Regions from separate parts of the Sus scrofa genome. Here region 1 is linked to region 2. The links are chromatin contacts, called in public Hi-C maps. All regions are on one chromosome and are shown on one strand. The core of a region is the stretch at or near the end of the contact, and the rest is flanking DNA. Distances in the headings are between cores, read along the strand shown. Region 1 holds the start of TRMT11 (tRNA (guanine(10)-N2)-methyltransferase homolog). Region 2 holds the start of RSPO3 (R-spondin-3).

Region 1 (6,750 bases), core at 1,538-4,037, 940 kb after region 2:
AAATCCAAAGTTCTCATTGTGGTTTGGCAGTAATGAACCTGACTAGTAACCATGAGGATGTGGGTTCAAACCTGGCCTTGTTCAGTGGTTAAAGAATCTGGCATTGCCATGAGCTGTGGTACAGACTGGCAGCTACAGTTCCAGTTCAACCCCTAGCTTGGGAACCTCCATGTGCCTCGGACGCAGCCCTAAAAAGACAAAAATAAAATCAAAATTCCTCCCAATGGTTTCAAAACACTCCAAAATCTGGATCCTACCTACCTCTCTAGCCTTACTGCCTGTTACTTCATCCTCCTCTCTCACACATCCCACACCCCAAACCACCATAATCAACCTGTGCCTCTATGCTCGTTTTAGTTTCTTACTGAAGTGGGCTTTCCAGTCTTTTTCATCCCCAGAATATCTCCTTCATCAACTAAGATCTAATTAAAATATTACTTCCTCCATGAAAATCTATGTCCCTGCACCCCCACCTTGCCAATGCACCTCCCTAGCAGGACATTAGTCCTGAATCAATGCCACAATCTTCCTTCAAAACTCCTAAGGCCATGGAGTTGAACAAAACTGAAGAAAATCACAAAATCTTGGCACAATTACAAATATATGCTCTTCACCCAAAGCTGGGTTTTCAGCATTGCTCTAACACCTGAGTTCTTCTTTATTCAATTGTTTAGCTCTTCACTCCCTCTTTTGTTCAATGATTATTTCAAGTTTTACTATTTTTCTCAATTTTTCCATTCAGCTGCTTGGTCCCCCATCTCTCAAGAAATAACCCTGACTCATTCATTACCCAGAAAACAGGCCCTTGGATAGCTACCCACACCCATCCTAGCTCTCCTCCCCCCATGCTCCCCTTCTATTGAAAGATCAACACCCCCCACCATGTCCTTATATCCATTTTCCCTTTCCCTTCCAGCCTACAAACAAGCCAATTTCTACAAGAGGGATATAGATTCTCCCTAGGTCCCCCTCAAATTATTAACCAATCTTACTTTCCCTTCTTATGTTAAAAAGTAATCTATCTCCCCTCGTTTTCCAGCCACCACTAACCCAAGAAACCTGGCTTCTCCCCACTAAAACTGCACATCAGCTCTAGCAAAATCCTAAAACTTGACTCTCTTGATTTCTATGGTCTCACCCACTTCCTATTCTGACACTTGCCTATTTTCTTGATGATCTCCTCTGCCCATGTCCCCTTAATATCAATGGTTCCAAGTACCTGTATTTGGCCCAACCACTCTTCTGACACTAGGCTTTCTCTGATTAACTTAATTTTCTCTCCTAGTGTTCATATGCAGAATATGCAGGTTATTTACCTGTCCATGAGACTCTAAGATCTACACATACTCACATTCGGTGCCTCCTGGTCATCTCCATTTGATGCTACACCAGCATATCAAATTCAGCATAGCCAAAATTTAAATCTTACACCTGCCTGTACCCTCTATTTTAAATAGAAATACCCTTATATCCATCCCAGCAATCACCCTTGACTGGTCCCTCTTCCCTCAACATTCAATCAATCATAAAGCCCTTATGACTTATCACCTAAATATTTCCCCAGTCGATCCCATCCTCTTATCCCTTGTCCTAGTTCAGGCCTTCCTAATCTATTAATAAGACTATTTCAACAGATTCCTAACTCCTTATTCTTCTCCAATCTATCCTCTATTTTGCTGCCAAAGTGATTTTTTAAAAAAATCTGATTCTGTCACTTCCTTGAAAATTTTTCAATAAAGTCCCCTTCCAAGCTCCAGAGTATTTAAAGTTCTGCATTTTCTGAACACTACCCTCCTCTCCTGCTCTCTTCTTGTAATCCCTTGCTACATATTTGGTAATCCAATAATAATGAACAGCTTGTAATTCTATTTTACTTATGTCTCTCTTTGGCCTAGCTAACTCCTACTCATCTTTTAGATTACAGTTCAAGTGCCATATCCTCCTGGGAGCCATCTTAATGACCAACACTCCCCCCCTCAGGTGGATCAGATTTCCCTTCTATATGCTCTGACATTTTCCTGCATATATCACTGCGTTTACCAACGTTATTTCATAATGCTATGTTTATGCACCTGCTCACCCCTTAGCCTAAACAGTAAACTCCTTTAAGGCAAACATGGTCACCGTTATATCCTCAGGGCCCAGCACATTCGATAACAAGTACTCTGAAAACGTTTCCAGAATCAAAAAATAAAACACTTTCCTCAACTTTTCCATCATCTAACTCTATCACCCACCACCACCACCACTCCCACCCCCACTAAATCTGACCCGAATATTCGATACTTGAAACACTACCCGGAGGATTTCTGTCTGCTGTCTCTATTCTCCGCTTGACTAAGAATTCCTCCAGGAAGAGGACGGGTCATTTTTACCTGCCTAACTCCACTGCCCGGCACCTGGGCAGGGGAGTGAATGAAAATGCTTAGTAAGGCTGAGAGAGGCTGTCTCGGACTTCTCTCTTACACATCCTCCGCCGAGATCAGATCTGTCCCGGGGCCCAAGGACTGCGGGAACTCCTGATGTTCCCGCAAGCACAGACACCCCCTATCCCTGCGGGCTCAGGATGAGCTGGTTGCCTCCACCCCCACGCCAACCCCAACCGCGCCGTCCTCTTCCGCTGAAAGCGGTGGAGGACTCACCGGTAGGCGGAATTCCAGGTGCTCCTGTGCCATGAGCAGCAAATACCTGTTCAAGGAACTCGGCAGCGCCATGGCACCGACCCACGGTGCGCCGGCGCGGCCCGCGGGGCCTTACCCCTTGTTCCCCTACACCATTTCCGCTGAGGCGGAGCCTGAGGAGCCGGAAGCGGAAGTGGGGGGGTTGGACGCTGTCCTGAAGTTCCTCCGTAAGGGTCTTGAGCCCCGAGACTCCCGGAATGGTTGTGTTGCCTGCCAGGTGCTTTCTGCTAAAGATCACGATGTACCACGTGTTGGAGTGAGGATCTGTGTTGTATTCAGGAGCAAGGTGCGGTGAGCCAGTTTTTAGTTCGCACACCTGGAATGTACTACTTTTCCCGCAGTTCTTCAACTCCTGGTTCTTAAAAACTTAACTAAAATTTCACTTTTTTTCCGTGCAGACCTCTCTAAACACTCTAGGCTTTGGGGGCTGACTTAGCTGGACCACTCATTTAACATTTGGTATACTTCTTGTATTCTTGCAATAGCTTTCAAGGATATGTGCCTTGTAAGCCAATTAGAGTGCGCTCTTGAGGAAAGAGATCTCTTAAGATTCATTTTGTGCCTCACAGAAAACAAAGCAGTGTCCACCTCAGAGTAAGTACAATTGATCCTTGAACAACAGAGGTTTGAACTGCTCCGGGTACAATTGTATGTGACTTTTTTTCAGCGAGTGGTGCTATAGTACTACAAGATTAGAAACTGAAGGGCCAACCCTAAAGTTATACACAGATTTTTAACTTTGCAGAGGATGGATGTTCCTAATTCCCCTCACCCACTGCCTGCCTTGTTCAAGGGTCAACTGTGCTTATTAGCTTGTGTTGTTAGATTCCCATGACCAGTCCGCAGCCAACTGTATTATTATGTTCCATGATGGAAGTTGCTTCTAACTATTAACACCAGTACAGATTTCATAGTAGCAGACAGTTAATAAATTTTAACAATTTGCGTATTCTATATCTATGTTGCTGCTTTTGAAAGTACTAAGTCCTTCGTGCTTTTGAGACCTTTTATCTTTTGCATTCCACATATCATACAAAGCACAAGAGTAAGTATTCTGCATTTTCCCCGCATCAAGTGTCAGGATCATAGTTACTGCTTTCTAGTCGTGATTACTAGCATAGGCTGTTGTCAGTCTTGGGTTCAAACTTTAAGTTCCACTAATTACTATCTGGTATGCTCTCAAGCAGATTTCTTTGCTTCTTTTAGCCTGTTTTATCTGAGATGGAATAATACTGCCTCCCTCAATGTACGTAAGGTGTTTAATATAGTGTATGGGGCAATAAATAGCATTTAAGGAGATTTTTCTTCTCTTAACCTCCATGAGAATTCCTCTTAACAAGCCCTCTACTTTTGTTAGGATAGATGTCTTTTTTCTGTTTTGTTTTGTTTTTTAAATGGCTACACCTGAGGCATATGTAGGTTCCCGGGGCCAGGGATTGAATCTGAGCCATAGCTGCAAGCTACACCTCAGCTGTGGTAAGGGCAGATCCTTCTAAGCTGCAGCACAAGGCTGGGAATTGGACCCTACCCCCTCTGCAGCAACCTGAGCTGGTACAGTCATATTCTTAACTCACTGCACCATGACAGGAACTCCCAGGAAAGATGTCTTGATAAGTCCCCTTGAGTCAAGTGAGTCTCTGAGGAGCATATATGTCTCTTGGCCCCAAGGCTTCAGAGAGGGGGAATAAAAGTACTCTCTGACACATGAAAAGGTTATTAACTCTTTTGAGAAGAGGGGTCAAGGTAGGCAGAGAACAAATGCAATGTTAGGGAAAGGATGTGCAGGGTTGATGTGCCCCATCCAAAACTTGTCAGAATTACCAAACCCACATGAGATTTTGATGGGACAACTTTTTAGGGGGTATCAAAGAGGTGCTCATTTTCATGGCTGGATTGATATGATGTTGTGCAGAGATAGCAACTGAGAATACAGGACCTAGGAGAACCCAGATGAATTCAAGTTTTACTGATTTTTCACATAAGATCCTTTGAGCTAAGGTTCATGAGGAAAGGTCTTATTGGCCTTGTGTTGGAAATGGAGTAAAAGATTGAAACCATTTTTGGTATCTTGCAGTCTAAATCTCACTGCAAACAGAAGAATGAAATTAAGGGCTGGCCCAAAGAAGAAAGGCATCTCTAATTTTAGCAGGCCCTAGTTTAGGCTCCTTTTGGAAAACTGTTCCTATTTCATGCAGTTGCTGAGATTGGGGAGAGTTGTTCTCCTCTAGCCTAACTCCATCTGCCTGGAAATGTATGGCTTTTGATTATTTGAATTGTGGCAGCATCAGATTTTAAGGATGATCAGAAGAGAAGGATGAAGTTCCAGCCTGTTTCCCTTCACATTTTTAATTTTTTTTTTAATGCACAGATACTGCTTCACCTGAGGCAAATTAGTTGCTCTAGTTTGCAATTAGGGCTTCCGGTTTGTTCTGGTGCTTCTTCTGACCAGAGGATGAGATCTACGTTTCTTCACTTCTGGAGATCTTGTTTGTTGGAAATTTGACCTCAAGGAGCCGAGTTATACTTAAACCCATTGCAGTTACTTAAGTTTGAACTGATGACTCAGAGTCCCATCTTGTCAGGTTTGTTTCCTGAGAGCAGCTAGTGTTTTTTTCTCTCTTCTCTTCTTCCTGAATTATCTTCATTAAGATTGAAGATACTATACCATGGTCTTAGAGTAAAACGGTGAAAATGTTGTGCCCTAAATGGCCAGTGTTCAAAATTTTGTGTGTGTGTGTGTGTTTTTGCCATTTCTTGGGCCGCTCCCGTGGCATATGGAGGTTCCCAGGCTAGGGGTACAGTCGGAGCTGTAGCCACTGGCCTACACCAGAGCCACAGCAACACGGGATCCGGTCCACGTCTGCAACCTACACCACAGCTTATGGCAACGCTGGATCCTTAACCCACTGAGCAAGGCCAGGGATCGAATCTACAACCTCATGGTTCCTAGTTGGATTCGTTAACCACTGAGCCACGATGGGAACTCCCCAGTGTTCAAATTTAACTAACCATTCCAAATTTTGTCTCTGGTTTGAAGTTTGTTGTCACTAGTTAAAATCCATACTAATAATCAAAAATAAAAAATAAAAAAAGATTGAAGATACTGAAGACCATTCTAGAAACTTATTAAATAAAAGCTCCAGGCTTTAACTTTGTAGCTTAGGCAGCTTTGCACATCTTTGAATGGAATGCCATTTATTACTTCTCTTGGGCAACACTTGTGTACTAGGGATAAGTTCACAGTGCACTTGCTTCATTTGAGTTAGATCTTTCATCCTTTCTCTTTTCCTCTTTCCTACTTTCTCTCCCTAAAATATAAGAAGCAAATATGGTTTCTAAATAAAGGCTTTTGACAAGTTGTTTGCAAATACTGACAATCTCACAGTAGGCATATAGCTTTCCTAGGAAAAAAATAAACAAATTCTTGTTTAAGCACAATTGCAAATAATCACCATCTCTTGATCCTAGTTGCTTCCCATGAGTAGGAAAATAATTATATATAGTATAGATAGCCACAAGTCCCATAAAAGGGATTTTCCTGAGTATCTACTAAAATAGGGCGCAAAGGAGAGTTTTATTCAATTCCCATAGGTCACAGGTTCTTAAATTTAGCAGCACATTGGTACTGTGTTTATAATTTTAAATTCCATTTGTTCATCCTCGTGGCAACACTGGATCCTTAACCCACTAAGCGAGGTCAGGATTGAACCCGCATCCTCGTGGATACTAGTGGGGTTGGTTATAGCTGACGCACAACGGGAACTCCAGGAGCTTTTAAAAACACCTGTGTTCAGGTCACATCCCAGACAAATTAAATTGAATCTCTTGGGATAGATTCCAGGCCTTGTATTTTTAAAAACTCCTCAGGTAATTCCAATGTGCTGGTATATAGGAAAGCAATTGACTTTTGCACACTAACTTTGTATCCTGCAATTGGCTATAATTGCTTATTAGTTTCAGCAGTTTTTTAACTGATTCAGATTTTCTACATAGATGATCATATCACCTATGAACAAAGATAATTTTATATCTTTTTCCCCAAATTTGTATACTTTTAAACTTCTTTTAT
Region 2 (6,814 bases), core at 174-2,673:
CAAACAGCGGAGGAGAAGCGATTACTAAATCTCCATCTACACAAGCCTGTGCTGTGTCCTCAGCGCTGTACCCGCGCTTGCCCGGAGGGGCTTCGCGGGCCAGCGCTCTGAGCTGCTTCTGCGCGCGGGACCAGGCAGAACCAAGTGTCATTGGCTCCCGGGCGGTGGAGTTCCGACCAAGGCAACAGCATCGTTCTCTGTGCCCCGGGGAAAGTTTCTCCCTCCAGCTCCCTTCATGCTGGAGCCAGGGGCGCCCCCGGCTCTATTTGTGAAGGACTCCCTACGCCGGCACCAATGCCAGAGCGGCCAGGGCACCGGGTCCCCCGGGAGCAGGGAGAGGTGCCTTTCTCGCATCTATCTCCTCATCTCTGGAAGACGCCACCTTGAAACAGACCAACCCGAGTCGAGAGTGCCCGGGGAGTGCCGGTTTCATCCTAGCTAGGACACACTGTTTTAAGAAGTCTTCACAAGCCAGCCTTCCAAGTAACTGGAGTCAGGATAACGGGCAGTGAGGAGGCGAGCCTGAGTCTTTAGGGGGACGCCACCCTCAGTTTGTATCTGCGCTTGGGACCCACTTGAAAGGGCCTGAGAGAGTAAAAGCGCTCGCGCGTGACAGGCGAGACTGTAACTGGAAACCCGGCACCTTCGGCTCCCAGCGGCCGGCTCGGCAGTCCTCACGTCCCCTGGAGTGGGACTGCGAGCGGCTCCGCAAGCGCGCAGGCATGCGAGCCCCGCGCGCCCCGCTCGCCCTTCTGTTCCACTCGTGCGTGGCTGGGGGAAGCGGCCGCGCAGGCGCTCGCTTTCCCTTTCCGCGAGTGGCGGGAAAGCGCTTCGTGACCCCAGCACCGCGGGAGGACCCAGCAAAGTCTCCCCACGCGAGGCGGCGACGCAAGGTGAGCGGGCGCCGGGGCCGCGCCTCCCCCGGCGGGAACTCAGTGGTCAGGGGCATCCCGCCTGCCGGGCGTCGGGGGTGCCTGGGGGCTCGAGGTCCCCGCCTGAGTATTCGAGGGAAAGCCCAAATCCCTAGAGCTAGTCTAACGAATGACCGAACTTTTCCGCGAACCTGAAGTTCGAGGGGGTAAGAGCCACCTTGGCGCCGCGTCCGCGGGACTCTAGCACCCAGGAGGATGCGGGGGAAGGGTAGGACACAGAGAGGAAGGCATGAAAGACACCGTCCACCCCGGAGCCTAAACTGTTACCTCCTCTTGAGGCGTGGGGTGGTGGGTGGGAGGACCGCTGCCGCCGGGAGCCGACTCAGGGCAGGCGAAGCGACCCGACAGGTGAACGCGGCGGGAGAGAGCAAACGCGTAAAAAACCCTGCACTTACTTCTTCGCTGGCGCCTTCCCCGGGAGGCGTTTTGGCTGCCGATGTATTCCATAAAGTTCAAAATGATAAAAAACCAAGAAATCAGTCGCAAGTGCATAGTAACCCAGTAATATTTCCCTTCCTTTTCTCCTTTTTCTTTTGATTGTTAATTAATATTGAATGTTTTAGAAATATACGTAGGTGTTAGGCGTATATAGAGAGCGAGAGAGAACCCAAGCAGCGGACAACTTCTCCACTCAGATCCGATAGGCGTGCTGGGGTCGCAAACGAAGCGGGTCGGGTGGTCAGGGAAACCAACTATTGTACTTTCCCCGAGCTAAGGCGGCTCCAGTAGAGTGGCTGTCAATGCCGCAAGTATGGGTTCCAGGAGCAGCTAGCGGCCTCGCCAGGATGGCCGCAGGTATCATGATGTGGGGCGGCAGGGGCCGCGGGCGAGATCCAGGCGGACAGTGGAGACGGTGGCGGCCCCTTGGGCTTAGAGATTGCGGCGGCTGCGGCGGCAGCGGCGGGGGCCCCGAGAGCTGAGGGGAGCGGGCGGCGTCGGCACCGCGGCCATGGCCAAGGGGCGGCGGAGAGACCCCGAGCTGCTTCTTCTGTTCGCGAGCAGGAGCCGCTCCAGTGGTGAAGGGAAGGAGGGAGGGAGGGAGGGAGGGAGGGCCGGGGCGAGGGAGGGGGAGGGGGGCTGGCTGCGGGGGGGCGGGGGGAGCTCGGGGGCGGGGAAGGAAACTGCTGGAGCAACAACCCTGAGCGACCTCAATAACTTTCAATTTCAAGAGGGAAAGAGGGAGCTGGAAAAGTACAGGCGTCGCGATTTGGCAGAGGGACGGGAAGAGGCGCCTAAGGGGTCCCGGGTCTGCGGCGGAGCATCTCTGGACACTGCAGAGAAGGCGGGAGAACGCTAGCCTGGGGGAGTGGGGGGAGTCACTGCGTACCCAGAAGACCCCTCAGAAGGGTAGCTCTCTCGGGGAGAGGTGGGCACGTTCCGGCAGGGAGCGTTGAGGTCGAAGGTCCGGCGGGCCCAAGACACTCCCCTCTTTCGGCCCCCCTCACTGCCCCCGATTCTGGAGTCCGGCGGGTCTCAGCCGCCTTAGGCCGAGGGCAGCCCGCTCCTGGGGGACCAGGCGTCCCAGCTCCCTCGCGCCTCCACTTCCAGCGCCGGCGCGCAACCGCTGGCCCCGGGCAGCTCGCTCCTCGCCCCCTCGGCAGATCGCTGGAGGGTTTCCTGCTGCGGACTCCTTCGCAGTTTTCTTGAATCCCTCCTCTGTGGCTTTTCTCCTTTCCTTTCTTTCTTTCAATAAAAGTAGCTGCAGTTGGGCGCCGAGCGGGTGGTCCCGAGGCAGCTCAGGGTCACTGGTGGTCAGCTCGGCCTCCCGTTACCTGCCTACGGGGGGCAGGACTCCGATGTGTGTGCGCTCACACACCCTTAGGAAATTCCATTGTGCTGCGACTTTCATCCAAACCGAGCCTGTTGAGGCTCTGGAAGATTCCTCCTCCCCTCAGGCAGTTCCCTTCACAGTCAGCTTGCCCTCGCTGGGCGCCGCTGCTCCCACTCTCAGTCTCTCAATCTTCTCGAGAAGATCTGTTGTGCAATCTGGTTTCTCAGCTGGGGGACTGCGAATCATATTTGGAAAGATTTTTCCTGGTCCTGGGGGAGGAGGAGGGGGTCCACTACTTCCTTCTGTTCTCAGTGCAGATAGGGGCCCTTGGATGCAGAAAATAAGATTCATTGCTTCACCCAGGGTGGAAAAGCCAAGGGCTGGCACTTCTGAGTGGGGTCCACCCTGGCTGTTATTAGTCAGCAGTAGCTTCCCACCTCTCTTCTCCAGCAGCACAAGTGGAAGAGCTTCCAGTAGTTGCTGAAGTATTTAACTGAAAATCACAAGCTCCCGAAGTGATTTTAATATAAATCTGTCCTATGTGTTGTATTTAACAACTATCTCAAGGACTACACTCTGTAGCATGATAGTTTTATATAGCCCCAAACTTCTAAGAGGTCGCTCTGGAAAAATCCCTGATTCAAGCATACTTTGTTAATTCTTATGCTCAGCTCATTTACGTTTAGAAAACAACTAACGCCTTTCAGGAAAACAAATAAGATTTGTTTTTTTTCTCCTTTTCACCCATTTGTAAATTCTATTGCTGGATTGCCTTCAATTTCTATGTTGATAAATGAGAAGAGAAAAAAAAAGTTTATTGTTTCTATGCATTCCATTTTGCAAGCTTGCAGTGCCTCAGCTTGTGTGTCAGTGAAGACTTCGACAGTATAGCTGTTATACATCCTAAAAGTGAGGATACAGGAGATGAAATGGCCTGGAAGCAAAAGGAAAGGGACATGAAATGGGCATTCTTGTCAGGATGCTAAAAATCAGAATCTGAGACACTGGCCGCTCCATTGCTAATTCCTTAATTAAATCTCATTTATCACTTAGCATACCTGTATTGGAATTTTGAAGGTAGGAATAGTTTTGTTTAGGTTCTTTATTATGAGGGAGACAAGAGCCCATCAATATCATGATTTAGAACTTATTTAAAAAATTCCCATTTGCAACATTTCTCTTTCTGTGGTGGAACTGTATTTTCTGTACATCACACACACACACACACACATCCTCCCTTCCTTTATCTGTTGCATAATGTCCAGTTGGAAATGACTGAGTTTATTACTTTGAACCAGCAAAGCTGCAGATAACAGGACAATTCCAATAATGATTATCCAAAAAAGAAGCTACTCTATTTTTCTGTGCCCGTCTCAGTCAGCTTTGCTTTCCTTCTTACTTAATACCTCAGATCCTGAATATCTGCACCATAAAACGTAGGGGATTTAAAGGCTGTGGGAGGCTCCCTTTGAAAAGGACTCCAGAGACGGCCTTTCTAATCCGGGATACTTGAGCCGGATGGGATGAGATTGCAAAAGGAGATGTAAAAAAGCAATTTGGTGAACAAGTTCAGGGGAATAAACATGAAGAAAGACATTTACTTTTCACTGTGAGTTGTGCAGACATATGTTAGTTTGGATGAACACAGGAATGGCTGTGTAAATAAATAAACAAACACAGTGAGAAGCTGCAGTTCTTGAGCCATCCCAGAAAAGATGTACTAGATGCAGTGGGCAGGAAAAGCTTGTCAAAGAATAAGCACTGCTCTGAGGAGACATAAGGAAAACATTAAATAAACGGCGAGGGTATTCTTTTTTTCTTGACGCTCTGCTTTAGAATAACTTTTTCCTGATCCATGTTACCGTACTATTAAATGTGTGTTTACTTGCCTGGTTGAGTCTTATGTTCCCTCGACTGCTCTTGCATCCTATGAAAAGCTTGCCATGGCCTATTTTGTGCAATGGGGTATCTTTTTTTTTTTTTTTTTGAACAACACTCAACAGAAGCCTATGGCTGCCAATGGATTCCAGGGCCCAAGCCTAAAGCAAGTTAACAACCATAGGCTCAGCATAGAAGTCAACACTGGCTTGCTATTTTTCTCCAGAAAACATTAAAGGCCCAGGGAATTTAGATAACTAAGAGTTGAAGAGAGTCAGGCCAGGAGAATAGAATAGTTTTGGACAAAGACAGAGGGGTTAAACTCATCCAGACTAGTTACTACAACTTCTCATCTCTCCTTTTCTACCTCCTCCATCAGGCAGTGACAACAGTAACAAGTTATTTTTGTCCCTTGCAGCAGTGGCATTTTAAGGAAAGAAAATGATTGTCATATTGTTGAATCCATACTGCAAATATGTGAAAGGGGGGTGTGCTCCAGAAAGAGAGAGCAAGCCCATTAACTTGGAATGGGACATAACTAGTAGTGATGAGAGATGTTTGGCAAAGTTCAGGCTGACATCAGTCATTATACCACAGAGCTAACATGCAGATCCTGAAAATGCTCAACTCTCCAGTTACTCAGATCTGGAGGCATCTGGGTGAGTAAGTCAAACAGGGTACTGTAGGCGGGGTCTGTAACTGATGCAGCTAGAAGTCATCCCTGAAATAGAGAGCAGACGGCAGTATTTAAAAGCCATTGAAATGAGCAGGAAGAAAACTACTATTTTTAGAGAAAGAAATAAAGGAGACAGAATTATTATAACAATTTAAAAATGTATTAAATGGTTACAGCATTAAGAAAATGAGAAAATCAAGACCCATGATGAATTTCTTTCTGTCAACAGAAAGAATGTTTTTTCTCCCAGATGAAGTTATGAGATGCTTATAAAATTGTGGTAAGCCTGTCTGGTGTGCTTATTTTTAAAAACATCTTTCTTTCACAAATCACAAATCAGTTCATTTCTGGGCTCATTTTAAAAAGCAAATATCCAGTAGTACTTAATATAAATAATTTACTACCTCAGAAACTTTGGTTTTATTATAGAGCTTTGATAGAGAGAGGCTGTGTGTTGTGGTAAGAAGGGCACTGGAAATCTAGGGATCAAGGTGAATCCTTGTTCCGAATTTGTGGTGTTTCAGGTTTCTTTATCAGAAAAATGAGGAAGTTCAACTAAGTCATCTCCAAAGTCCCTTAGCTCTGAAAATAATGACGATATATCCAAAACAGAAAGACAGACTTGTAATTGCAAATGTCAGAGCTATTTCTAGTTATGTGACATCACAGCTTTCATTTATGAAATTGTGTTTAACTGAATAGGTCCAGATTTAGAAATCTGCCTGTAAACTTGTGGATTTTCTGGAAATGTCTAAACCCTTCCAAGAATCTTAGATGACTCTGGCCTAGCAAAATAGGTCTAAGACTAGTTTAATCTATCTAGGTGTCTCTAGACTTTGGGACAAGATGGAACGAATTTTAATCCTTGGATTCTGGGCAGACGCCCAGAGAGATTAGGGAAAAGGACTTTTGCACCTCATGGAGATACTACTCAATCTCCCTTTGTTCTTAGGAATTGTAGGTGAGGAAGCAACAGGGACTTCCCTAAGTGTGGATTTTACCTTTTTATTCTGTTATTCTTTTTCCTACTCATACCTTTGGATGAAGACTGCTGTCCATGTCTCTTTTGTCCTAGGAAATGCTTCAGAAAGTCAACAGTGAAGCTTAAGTGGCATGGTCAAAGCTTTAGGTTGAGGGATTACTGTCAAAGACCTACAGGTCTTATAAGATGTCATGGGCAAGGCTACATGAGCACTAATTTTAATGAATGACTTTTTTGCACAGTTGCTCTTGTACATGTTATCTCAAAACAGCCTCAAAACCCATTGTTCAATAGATGAGGCAACATAAACCAGAAAGATAAAATCGTTTGCTTAAACTTATACAGAAACTATTCTGGTTATTTTCTATTACCCCAACATCTATATTCCTGCCCTCCCTGCCCCCTAGGATGCTGATTTCTGTGGACCAATCACCAGACCTTTCTTCCTCTGGTTCCTGGTTGAGTTCAGTCGATGGGGGCATCAGCAGAAGATCAGAGCATGAGAGGGAAGAGTGATTCTCTTCCCTTTCTGCTTCTGAGTCATTCTGGAAGTGGCTGTGTATCCCCAGGGGTGG

What was found. Hi-C and Micro-C count contacts between places; a contact is called where the count stands out from the background.
Region 1: a contact with region 2 is called in a Hi-C map of alveolar macrophages, with 4 times the contacts expected there. The contact joins the promoter of TRMT11 here to the promoter of RSPO3 in region 2. A contact is called at or near these places in 2 of 5 promoter capture datasets (fetal liver and fetal skeletal muscle), 7 of 47 Hi-C or Micro-C datasets (alveolar macrophages, embryonic fibroblasts, fetal heart ventricle and 4 more) and 1 of 2 datasets of contacts at active chromatin or transcription factors (skeletal muscle).

What each region holds. Positions count from the first base shown.
Region 1 is chr1:36,999,292-37,006,041 of Sscrofa11.1, forward strand. It overlaps TRMT11 (tRNA (guanine(10)-N2)-methyltransferase homolog), which reads right to left and starts at 2,788. Exons shown (of 13, transcript XM_013992581.2): 1 at 2,643-2,788. The coding sequence starts at 2,714.
Region 2 is chr1:36,065,009-36,071,822 of Sscrofa11.1, forward strand. It overlaps RSPO3 (R-spondin-3), which reads right to left and starts at 1,424. Exons shown (of 5, transcript NM_001315656.1): 1 at 1,328-1,424. The coding sequence starts at 1,424.